Linked DNA regions of Mus musculus: region 1 is linked to region 2. A link is a contact called in public Hi-C data. All regions are on one chromosome and are shown on one strand. The core of a region is the stretch at or near the end of the contact, and the rest is flanking DNA. Distances in the headings are between cores, read along the strand shown.

Region 1 (5,758 bases), core at 3,037-5,536, 1.0 Mb before region 2:
TAATGTGTAAGGGTCACCCAGGTGGTACTGGTTTTGAAGGCATGAAGGAGTTGAGCAGAGCAGCTGAGGCTTGGCACTGTGAGAGGCCATGGAAGGCCATTGGTGAAAGTCCAGCCTCAGTTGCAATTGATGGCCCAGGACTGAAGGGGTCATGCAGTGTTTTGGAGATGCCAGTACCATGAGATGACCACCAAGAGCAGCAGCAGCAGTGGAGTACAGGCATCTGGAGCCTAGAGGATGACGCGTGTGCTACAAAGGGCATGGCTGGAGAAGTGACCCAAGCCCTTGGAGGAGCCCAGAAGATCGTAAGTTGGATCCCAGACATTGGACGGTTGGAGATTGACTTTTGCTTTTGATTGTGGCTGTGCCCTGATATTTTCCCTCTTGAAGGAAGAAACTGTTTTAGTGGAGCCCACAGTTAAGAGACTTTTAATTGTAAAAAAGACTTTGGATTTTAAAAGAGATGGATATTTTAAAGAGATTGAAATTTTAAGAATATGTAAAGACTGTGGGACTTTTAAAGTTATTTAGATCTTGGGGATGAATAAGAATGTAAGGGTTGAGGCTTACTAGTGATGTGTTTGTGTGTCAAGTTGACAAGGGGTCAATTGTACTGGCTAGTTTTGTGTCAACTTGACACAGCTGGAGTTATCACAGAGAAAGGAGCTTCAGTTGAGGAAATGCCTCCATGAGATCCAACTCTAAGGCATTTTCTCAATTAGTGATCAAGGGGGAATGGCCCCTTGTTGGTGGGACCATCTCTGGGCTGGTAGTCTTGGGTTCTATAAGAGAGTAGGCTGAGCAAGCCAGGGGAGGCAAGCCAGTAAGGAACATCCCTCCATGGCCTCTGCATCAGCTCCTGCTTCCTGACCTACCTGCCTGAGTTCCAGTCCTGGCTTCCTTGGTGATGAACAGCAGTATGGAAGTGTAAGCCGAATAAACCCTTTCCTCCCCAACTTGTTTCTTGGTCATGATGTTTGTGCAGGAATAGAAACCCTGACTAAGACACCTGCCCAATGATGTGTGAGGTTCCCTGTTGTCTCTGACTTCTCCAAAGCCAGCTGTCAAGGGCTCTATAACCCAGCCCATCTTTAATTCACTTCCTCTTCCTCTTAGATCTGCCTTTTCACTCACACTTCTTCTGACTCCACTGCCTCTGGCTAAAATGCCTTCCTCCTTCCCCAGTGCTGCTTTAATCTACCCAGGTGCCATGACCTGGAAAGATAGTTTCCATTGTCTGACATTTTCCCACTCTGCTCAGTTGTTGTAAGTGCCTAGAGCCCTCTGTGATGTATACTCTGAAATAGATACATGGTCTACGTGAAAGTCCTGATTAACAATGTATCCATGAGTGTAAGCAGAAGCTATCGATTAGTGATGTCTGCTGCGGTTATAGGAAGAAGACGTTATTGATGAATAATGTCTGCCATGGGTAAAAGAAAGGCAGACTACTGATTAGTGATGTCTACCGTGGATAGAAGAGGGAGAAATGGAAGTAGATTTTGTTTAAGAGCCAATGGATGTTTGCCTCTTCCTGCAGCCTCTAACAGTTGCTTGTCTCAACTTATCATGGACTACCATATCAACAAGCACCTTATTTTATTGGCTGGTGTGTGTGTGTGAGATCTGACTCCCTTCAATTGTTGATCTGCACCAGACAGTTAAGGACTTATTGTAGTTATGGCTAGTTTGTATCAGAGCTCACTGGATGCCAGCAGCACCCTGAAGTCCTGGCCCTGTCATTTCAAATTCTCACTTACTGTCACAACTCTGTATAGCAGGTTTTCCAGCTGAACCATATTGGGGAAACAGCATTCACAGAGAGAAAGCAGCTTTTTAGAGTCAACTAGACAGTGTGGTGGGACCAGTGTCTGGCTCCAAACTTTGGGAGTTAGACTACATGAATCTCAGTCTCCTTCTTTGTATATTCCGGATGGTTGGTGTGATCTGCAGCCACTTGCTTTGGATGAGATTTCTACAGTTATTTTAATGTCTTGATTGGAAGAAACTTGCTATATACTTATCACATCCTTCCCCGCCACACTGAAGTATCCAACAGCTCTAATCCAGAATCGATGTGGTGTGTATAATGATGCTGTTTTAGGGTTGGGCCTATTTATCATTCTTACAGTTCCCTTATAATTTGGGAATATGGACTGAAGGTCACAGATGCATACAGAGCGTGGGACCCTGGCTTGAACTGATTCAGGAATTCTAAAAACATTACTTCAGGGGGTAAAAACAGGGTCTTTGCTTTTAATGAAGTTTCTAACTTTCCTGGATGCAGTAGCAATGTTTTACCACAAGAGGGCAGTAAAGACAAGGATACCAAATCCAACTTGTAAGCCAGGCCTCAATAAAGCAAGAGTCCAGCGGGGAGGGATGTTGTTTCTTTTATTGTGGCTGCTGTCATTAATCTCAGACTACTTGTGCCACAGCAGGCAGATGCAAAGATCTAATGGATAATTTCCTTGCAACTTCCAGCAGAATGCGGGAACAGGCATTTAGTCATCTATGTCTTTGTCCAGCCTGTATTTATTGAGCGTCTACTATATTATAGCTCTGTGCTGTCAGGGAAGAGAGGGAGGACCATGTAGGATAGGCAGACTGGCAAATTCTAGTGCATTTGTGAAAAGACCTCTGGGATTTCCAGAGCTTGTCCGAGAGCCAGGAGGGCATCTTGGAGGAGGTGACATTTGACTTTGCATTGGAGATCAAAGGTGGGCACCTCAGATAAACAGAGTTGGAGAGGGACAACCCTAAGTTTCATGTCAGAGAGTGACCGTCATAGTCCCGTCCTCTTCCTCTATGATGAACTCACAGGTCACTGAATTAGGAGCTTGACAGAGGGTCCGAGCCGCGGAGCCAGCACACCTGAGAATCTTGGAGTCCTGGGGCTTGGGGAAGTGTTTGGAGTACCACTTGGGTTGATCCCCTAGGAAGCTCCTGGGAGAGTCCAGAACGCTCCTTCCCTCCGTTTGTGGCAAGGCTCTTACTTACTCCCTGGCCCTGATCCTTTAGCCCAAGATCTCTGGCCGAGAGGAAGGCACAGGGAGAAAACAAAGTGCATGAACTACCATCATGAACACCTGGGGGCGCTAGAGAGCAGGCACCGCCCTTCCCAGGGGTCTGGGGAGGCAGAGGGAGGAGGGGCTAATACATGATGCCTGTGGTCTCAGGAGCAGTGTGGACAGAAAGGTCCCGAGCTGTCTATCACCAAGATGACCTCACAGCAGCAATAATAAAACCCTAACTTCAATTTGCTGAGAACAAGCCACGCCAGGCTCCCCCTCACCCTCAGGAAATATTTACAACTGCACTTCCTGGCTGGTGTCCTTACTGTTCCCATTTTGCAACCAAACACACTGAGGCTCAGGGAGTTCAAGGAACTAAGACTTCCTTAAAAAGTGCAATATGCCAGGCCTGCATCCCCATCTAGTAAGGCCAGCCTGGGGTACAGAGAGAGTCCAGTCGTTGGATCCCACAACACACATGCATGCATACATTCACAAAAGCCAAGATCAGGACTTAGTGTGGGGTTTTTTGGGTTGTTTGTTTGTTTGTTTGTTTGTTTGTTTGTTTTTTGAGACAGGGTTTCTCTGTGTAGCTCTGGCTGTCCTGGAACTCACTCTGTAGAGCAGGCTGGCCTCGAACTCAGAAATCTGCCCGCCTCTGCCTCCCAAGTGCTCGGATTAAAGGCGTGCGCCACCACTGCCCAGCCTTAGTGTGTTTTCTTAACATCAGAGTTCAGAATTCTTCCACTTCCAGCTGCCACTACGGAAGCCTCTACTGAAACGTCAGTCACAGTTGGTCTGATCTGCAGGGGATGTTTCCTTTGTGGGTTTTGCTTGTTTTCTGTCGACAATTCAGCTATCATGAATTAAAGTGAATCTGGGCGAGGGACGTGGCTGTGTGGACAAAGGTGCTTGCTGATAACCTGAGACCACACAGTAGAGTATATGTTCTTTTCTTACCTCCACAGAGGTGCCATGGCACCCCCAAGTCAACCAACCGATTGATCAGCCAGTTGATTGACTGATGGATCCAGCCATTAACCAATACAATAATTTATTTAACAACTGCATCTAAGCTGGAGGCAGAGTCTTAAAGTCAGTTGAAGTCTGGGAGCTGAGCACTGACAATGTGGAGCCCGCCCTAGGTCCTCCTGACTCTCTATCCCACCCTGCAGCTCACCAGCCTGCGTGCAGTCTTGCGATGTCCTCTTCCTCTCAGGCTTGCCTGAAGAGCAGACACTCCCCACCCTGAAGGATAGCTCTCCTCCTGCTGCCTCTCTGGAAGCAAGCGTAGCCCATTTCAAGTACAGATAGAGGCCATGAGGCCATGGACGGGTCTCCTAACCTGTTTCTCTGAGCCTCGGTGTCCTCAATCTGTAAGACCGATATCTCCTTCCATTGCTGTGATAAAATACTCTGATAAAAAAACAAAGGCAGAGAGAAAGTGTTTAACCCATCCAGAGGTTACAGGGACTACATCGTAGCTGCGCATGCTCAGTGCTCCTGGCATTGCAAAGCAGAACACAGAAAGAACAGAAAGTGAAACTTGGCTGTAACACGTCAAAGGCCCCCCCCAGCCCCCCCCCCCCAGATGGATTTCATCCAGCGAAACCTCACAGTCTGGTTGTTCCATAACCTCTCCAAACGCCTCCTGCTGAGACCCGTCTGAATACAGATGTTTATGCAAGACATTTCACATTCAAATCGCAATGAAGTAGCGCTGAGTTACACAAATCTCAGTTGCCCCCAGTTGCTTTTATCTGTCACTGAATAAGAAAAGGAAAAACTGCCCCTCAGCTGAGTATGGTGGTACACACCTGTAGTTCCAACCCTTGAGAGGCTGAGGCAGGAGGATCACTGTGAGTTTGAGGTCAATCTGGACTATATATAGTATGAGATCTTCACACACACACACACACACACACACACACACACACACACACACACACGTAGGGTTATGGGGTCCCGAGTCTGCTCTGCTACAGGGCTGGGCTGTAGGGCAGCCCAGGGACACAACTCTGGAGGTGGGGAATTGCAGTCTGAGAGCTGGAGCAGGCTCAGGGTCCCCAGGCCTGTGAGGAGGCCAAGGCTGGGGCTGTCTGGTTCTCAGGCTCACAGACACCCAGGCACCTATGGAAGCCTTGGAAAAGCTGAGAATGGAGTGGGGACCCTCTGGTTGGATCTGGCCCGAGGGCGGTGTGTGTGTGTGTGTGTGTGTGTGCTTGTGTGTTGTGGGGTTAGGAGGAGCTCCAGCTGGTCCCACGAGGAAAGTTCTTGGCTTGACTGCAAAAGTAGGCTTGAGTTTGGGCTCGATCTTGGCTTGGAGCATAGAGAGGCCTTCTACAGATTAGACAGCCGCTCTGTAGGCAAAGGCCTTCTCCATGGCTCCCCAAGGCGGATCATGAAGAAAAGAGGAAGTCCATGGTTTTAAGACATTTATTGTCATGGCGGAAAGTGGATGAGTAAGACTGTGTACCCCACTTCTCAGGGTGGACCTGAGGTTAAATACCTTTTTGCAGGGAAGAGTGTCTGGGAAGGAAAGCTTATTGCCTACGTCCCCCAACCTTTAGGTACCTCATAAAAATAGAGATCTGTCTTGAACCTATGTGACCACACTTCAAATCCTCTACCTGTGGAGGGGCTTGGAGCGTTGCCCCTAAGTGACTGATGGGCACAAATCTATGGGGGGCCGAGACTAGTGACAGGGACCTGGTGTGCAGGAACCGGTGAAACACGCCTTTCAT
Region 2 (5,945 bases), core at 2,446-4,945:
CTCTAGATTTGTGAGGTCACTCAGAAGGGGTCTGCTTTAAAAAGCCTCAGTTTGGAAACTGATGGGTCAGAGGTCGTGTCTACATTTCCACTGGACTCTTTACTTTTCTAGAAGGATCTAGAACACCTGTGCACCTCTAGATCATCCTGAAATTCAAATATATTGCTTATTTTGACTTTGCTTTTAAGCTGGAGGATGCCGTCACTATTTAGACAGTTGTGTCTTGAGTGATCAGACTAGCTTGCTTATCCAAACCCCTCATGGGTTTCAGAAATCATCAGCCGCATCAAAGACCCCCGGGCACCCGTTCCGCTTCGGCCGTCCCTGTTGGAGGATAAAGGTGATGGAAGGATTGTGGCCCTAGTGAGGGAGTGCTGGGATGAATCTCCAGAGCTAAGGCCCATCTTCCCTTCCATCAAGAAGACGTTACGAGAAGCCAGTCCCAGAGGGTAAGTTAAATGTGCAGTAGATTATTCCTTCTCCAATGTAGCCATTGGGAATTGGAAAAAAAATCATGTCGCCTATTCAACCCTCTCCAAAACTCTCAGCCACACCCAGACTATAATTTTGCTTTTCTAGACCTAATTACCAGATCATGTGCACACCCCCTTTCACACCAGCTCCCTTTATTTAGTCAGATGCACTCAGTGTTCATTTATGTTGTTGTAACAGTTTGTATGACTCTTCTCCCCCCCCCTACTTCCCTTCCTCCCACCCCCTTCCCTTCTGTTCCATTCCTTTCCTTCCCTGCCTCCTTCTCTCTCTCCTCCTCTCGTGGCTCTTCTCCATCTTCCCCCCTCCTCTCTCTTCTCTCCCGTCATCATATTTCCACTTAAAGTCCACCATATGCAAAGTTCTACACGCTGGCTCAGGTGGAGTGCTCAAGTGTTCTGTCCATTTTGTGAACGAGGAACAGACATTAGCAATGCCATGGGCCCATTCAGACATCTCTCATCAGTCAAGGCTTTTCCCCAGGCCATTTTGACACTGCCTTAGTATATTTTTCAAATTCTTATTCTAAGGATCCTAACTACTGATTTGGTGTTGGACAATATGATAAAAGTCACGTACCAACTCCAGATTATCACTGAATTGTTTTCTTCTACAGAGCTGAGTGAGGGTCAAATCCAGGGCCTCGTGTGTGTTCGGCAAGGGCTTACCACTGGGCTAACCCCAACCTTGCAGTTGGTTATCGAACCTACCTCTCAAATCCCCTTTACAGTACCAGCATCTTACATATCAGGCTGATAGTACCATCTAAAACAGTAGTTATTTATGTGTATGTGTGTCAGTAGATGCCAGAAGTTGGTGTCAGATTCCCGGGAACTGGACTTACAGTCAGTTGTAAGCTGCCTTTTTGGATGCTGGCAACCAAGTAGAAAGCACTGTTAACCACCAAGCCATCTCTCCACCCCCATGATAGTATCTTTTTTCTTTTTTCCTTTTTTTTTTTTTTTTTTTGAGACACATTCTTACTACGTAGCTCTGTCTGGCTTGGAACTCCCTAGGACCTCCCTATGTAGACCAAGCTTGACCTAGACTCATGGCAGCTTTTACCTCCCCAGTGCTGGCATTAAAGGTGCGCGTCACTACTCCTGAACTGGAGGCTATAATATTTAATACACATTAAATGTTTAACTTTAACTTGAGGAGGCAGAAAGAACCCTGGCTCGAAAGTGTTTACTTCTAATTTGTTCATTTATCTTGGTATTGTGGGGCTGGAGAGATGGCTCGGTGGGAAAGAGCACTGGCTGCTCTTCCAGAGGTCCTGAATTCAATACCCAGGACCAAGCGGTGGCTCACAACCATCTAATGGCATCTGATGCCCTCTTCTGGTATGTCCGAAGAGAGCTACAGTGTACTCATAAACATAAAATAAATAAATAAATAAATAAATCTTTTAAGAAATTAAAAGAAAATTGTTAACTTGGCATGGTTAACATAACAAGCCTGTGTTCTTCTCCAGGTCACAATAGTTTTTTAATTGCTGATTTTTATATTATCTTAATGTACATGAAATATCGGTACTAATGGTATAAAAATATAATGTTTCAATATATGTATACTTTGCCAACTAACATAATGTATCTTGGATTGGTAGATATGTCCTTGACTTTTTACTCAGACAATATGATCCCAACATTAAGACAAACGTATTTCCTACCTGAGTCTTAGTCTTCTCATCTAAAAGGTGAGCAGCATAAGCAACTTCATGGGGGGCATTTCTGGAATGCAGTCCCGCAGATCCATGCTGGGCAGTCTGAGAAATGTCCCAGTTTGCAGTCTGTACCTTTTGGCTTCGTTGTGACCATGGCAAGGAGCATGCTGGGAAGTGAAGACGAGTCATCCAAGTCCACTGTTGAATGTCTGCTGGCCGCCAGACTCACCCCTAGGCAGTTTATACACGTTCGCGCCCAGAAATCCTAAGAAAACCGCACACAAGGTACATTTTTCAGAGGAGTAAACTGAGGCCCAGAGGAACCAAGGGCGCCGCTTCAGCTCAGGGCCGGGGACTCGCTACTGCCACGGGCAGTCCTCAGTAGCACACCCTAACTAAGGCAAGAAATGTCTCTGTGGGATAGGTATTTAGGAGTTGTGTGTTCACTGTGGTCCGATGGTTCCTGGGAGAGCACGCTAACACGTGCGTTCTTTTAAAGCCACGTGAGCATCCTGGATAGCATGATGGGGAAGCTGGAAACGTACGCCAATCACCTGGAGGAAGTGGTAGAGGAGCGGACCCGCGAGTTGGTGGCAGAGAAAAGAAAGGTGGAGAAACTCCTGTCTACCATGTTGCCAAGGTATTTAGGAGCAGTGTTGGGCAGGCCAAAAACAACCCGAGGATGATAAGCTGCCCTGTCTTAGTGTCTCTGAGCAGGAAAAATATTTCTGTTGTGTGTAATAATTAAAAAATAAGCAATCCTTGCTATCGCCTGCTACTCTCCGGCTCCATTCCCGCGGTTCATTCCCGCAGTTTGCACAGTTTTCTGTCATCCAACCACTGTGGCTAGCTGTCATAAATCCCTGTAACCCAGTAAAACTCTAGAGGCTTGTAATTTATCAGTCAGATTTATATCAGTAAATTCTCAACCCACGAAATGCCCACACAATGAACTGAGAGCCAACCTAGACTGGACAAATTGTCCTGTATATTAATCCATCTTTCCTATGACATTCATAGCTACCTGTGATCTTCTCTGTTCTTCTGTCCCTCTCTGTCTCATCTCTAAAACTCTCAGCCCGCCTTCTTTTCCCACTGCCCAATCAGAGGCTTCTAGCCTTATCTTTGCCTGCCCTCACCCGCATATCAATAGCAATGCACATTGTAACCCGCGATAATGTGCAATGGGTTTATATAAAAAAAATTAACGCAACATATTTCCATTGTTCTTTTTCTAAGAGGATATCAAGCTTTGTAAAAGGGGGCCAAGCAGGGAGAGAAGGGGGGGGGGAGGGGGAGAGAGATGGAGGGAGGGACTGAGGAAGGGATATATATATATATATATATATATATATATATACATACATATATATGCATATGCGTACGTATGTATGTATATGTATGTATGTGTGTATGTACGTATGTATGTGCAAAAGTTGGCAAGTCGATTCACCTTATTAATGAAAACACAGGCAAACAAACCACAGAAAATTCAAGTGTGGTTTATGTGGAAAGTGGTGAATGCAGTAACAGGATATAGCCACTAGATGGCAGGCTAGCTTCATGTCTCCTTTGTCTAGCTCAGAATGTGCCTGTGGCATCAACTAAAAAAAAAAAAAAAAAAAGCTTCAACGTTGTTTCTCTTTCCACCTATGCATCCTCTGACCTCCAGATGGAAGCATTTACTTTTGAAATGTTTGTGCATTTGCATGTCACCAGAAGAGTGGAAGAGGGGAATATTTATTTATTTTCTTTATTTTGAGATAGGGTCTCAATATGTAACCATGGCTGCCCTGGAGCTGACTGTGTTGACAAGTTTGTCTTTGAACTCACAGAGATCCACCTGCCTCTGTCTCCTGAGTGCTGAGATTAATGGCCCATACCTTTCTAGAGCAGTAGTTCTCAACCTATGGGCTGTGACCTGTCCCCGATTTCCACCCTTTCCTGCGGATTACAGCCACCACTTAAAAATCTCTGTAGAGAAAACACCAAGTGAATAAATGCGTGTCATTAAGTCCCTCTATATGGCAAATTTAATAAGTAAAAACCTAGCTCACCAAAGCCGAAGGGGCTGCAGAGGGTCGGCTCTGCCAAGAGCCTTGGAAGCGGAAACAAGCATGAGTTTGTTAAGACCCATCTACCCTTTCTCTGATTTCAGCTTCGTGGGAGAACAGCTAATAGCCGGAAAGTCTGTAGAACCGGAACACTTTGAGTCTGTCACCATCTTCTTCTCTGACATCGTGGGGTTCACAAAGCTGTGTTCCCTCAGCTCCCCCCTGCAAGTGGTGAAGCTCCTCAACGACCTGTACAGCTTGTTTGACCACACGATACAGAGCCATGATGTATACAAGGTGAGCCGAGGTGCCCTGGGCTGTGATGCACAGACTCCCCATCTGCTGTCTCCAGGCTGAGGACAGACCACCTCTCAGCTCGTCTCAATCCATGGCAGAACCCCGATGCTTGATTTCTGTCCATCTTCTCCGGAAGGGTCTTGATTAGCCACAAATGTGCACGCTTGTCCGGAGTCACTGGGTGGCGGCTGCAGATGACTCAGTCAGTAAAGTGATTGCCTCGCAAACTGAAAGACTTGAATTTGATCATCAGAATCCATGTAGGAATAAGCAGGGCTTCGTGGTGCTAAATTCTCAGCCCCACGGAGGCAGAGTGAGGCAGAGTGCTGGGATCTGACGGCCAAGCATCTTCATTCACAGGCCAGTGAGAGAGTCTGCCTCAAACACCAAGGTGCACAGTGGCTAAGGAATGACAACTGAGGTTTCCTCTGTCCTCCACACTCGCACTGCATTGCTATGAATATCCGTTCTTTGCCCATTATTTTAATCTCTCTCTCTCTCTCTCTCTCTCTCTCTCTCTCTCTCTCTGGTTTTTTTCGAGACAGGGTTTCTCTGTGTAGCCCTGGCTGTCCTGGAACTCACTCTGTAGACCAGGCTGGCCTCGAATTTAGAAATCCACCTGCCTCTGCCTCCCAAATGCTGGGATTAAAGGCGTTCGCCACCACGCCCAGCCCATTATTTTAATCTCGCAGAAAAGATGTTTGAAAGGAGGCAGTGGCCAGTACTGAGTGTATGTCTTTCAGATCCTGGGAAGCTCAAAGCTGCTACCTTTAGATTTGTGGATCTCATTTTTGTTGGTATGATCCAGGCTAAGTGGGAGATAGCAGATATGGCCTGTACAGTGTTACACAAAGGGGCCATATAGACATGGTCCCCCAGAGTGAGAAGGAGATGGAAGAGTGTAGGGTTATGTGTCCCATGTCTGCTCTGCCACAGGGCTCAGCTGCTCGGGGAGGCAGGATGCAGGAAGTTAGACCACCCTTACCCACCACTGTCACTGGGTGGGTGCTAGGCCATTGGGAAGCCCCAGGACACTGCTCCAGGGTTTGGGGGTGGGGAAGCTCAGTCTGGGGGTCCCAGGCCTGCAATGAGGCCAGGGGCCGTTTGGTTCTCAGGCTCTTGGACACCTAGGCACTGTTGGGAGCTGCAGAAGAGCTGAGAGTGGAGTGGGCTGGATCTAGCCCAGGGCTTGGGGGAGGGGGAAAGAGGGAGGAGTGGTCCCATGGTGGGAGTTCTTGGCTTGATGGCAGCAGCAGGCTTGAGCTTGCCTTGGTTGTGGCTGGGAACATAGAGAGGCCTTCTATGGAAGATTAGATGGTGGGTCTATAGGTGAAAGCTTTCTCCATGGCTCCCCACAGTAGATCCTGATGAAAAGAGGTAGTCCATGATTTTGAGACATTTATTGTCATGGTGGAAAGTGGATGAGTAAGACTGTG

What was found. A called contact is a pair of places that touch in the nucleus more often than the background predicts.
Region 1: a Hi-C map of the N1E-115 cell line shows a contact between it and region 2, with 3 times the contacts expected there. The contact joins two enhancer-like sites. A contact is called at or near these places in 3 of 15 datasets of contacts at CTCF or cohesin (embryonic stem cells, large pre-B cells and pro-B cells), 14 of 484 Hi-C or Micro-C datasets (B cells, the Ba/F3 cell line, the G1E-ER4 cell line and 9 more) and 1 of 9 other capture datasets (embryonic stem cells).

Annotation. Positions count from the first base shown.
Region 1 is chr19:56,252,284-56,258,041 of GRCm38.p6, reverse strand. No RefSeq gene overlaps it. Among named protein-coding and RNA genes, the nearest start is that of Gm32144, 12 kb to the left of the region's middle. Within about 2 kb of position 4,286, at least 26 of the 459 cell types and tissues checked have an H3K27ac peak or open chromatin away from gene starts, as enhancers often do. A contact at or near this core is called in the N1E-115 cell line, where this site is marked.
Region 2 is chr19:55,204,716-55,210,660 of GRCm38.p6, reverse strand. Gucy2g (guanylate cyclase 2g) reads left to right here. Exons shown (of 21, transcript NM_001081076.3): 15 at 272-449; 16 at 2,658-2,798; 17 at 4,317-4,509. Among named protein-coding and RNA genes, the nearest start is that of Mir6715, 15 kb to the right of the region's middle. Within about 2 kb of position 3,695, at least 8 of the 459 cell types and tissues checked have an H3K27ac peak or open chromatin away from gene starts, as enhancers often do. A contact at or near this core is called in the N1E-115 cell line, where this site is marked.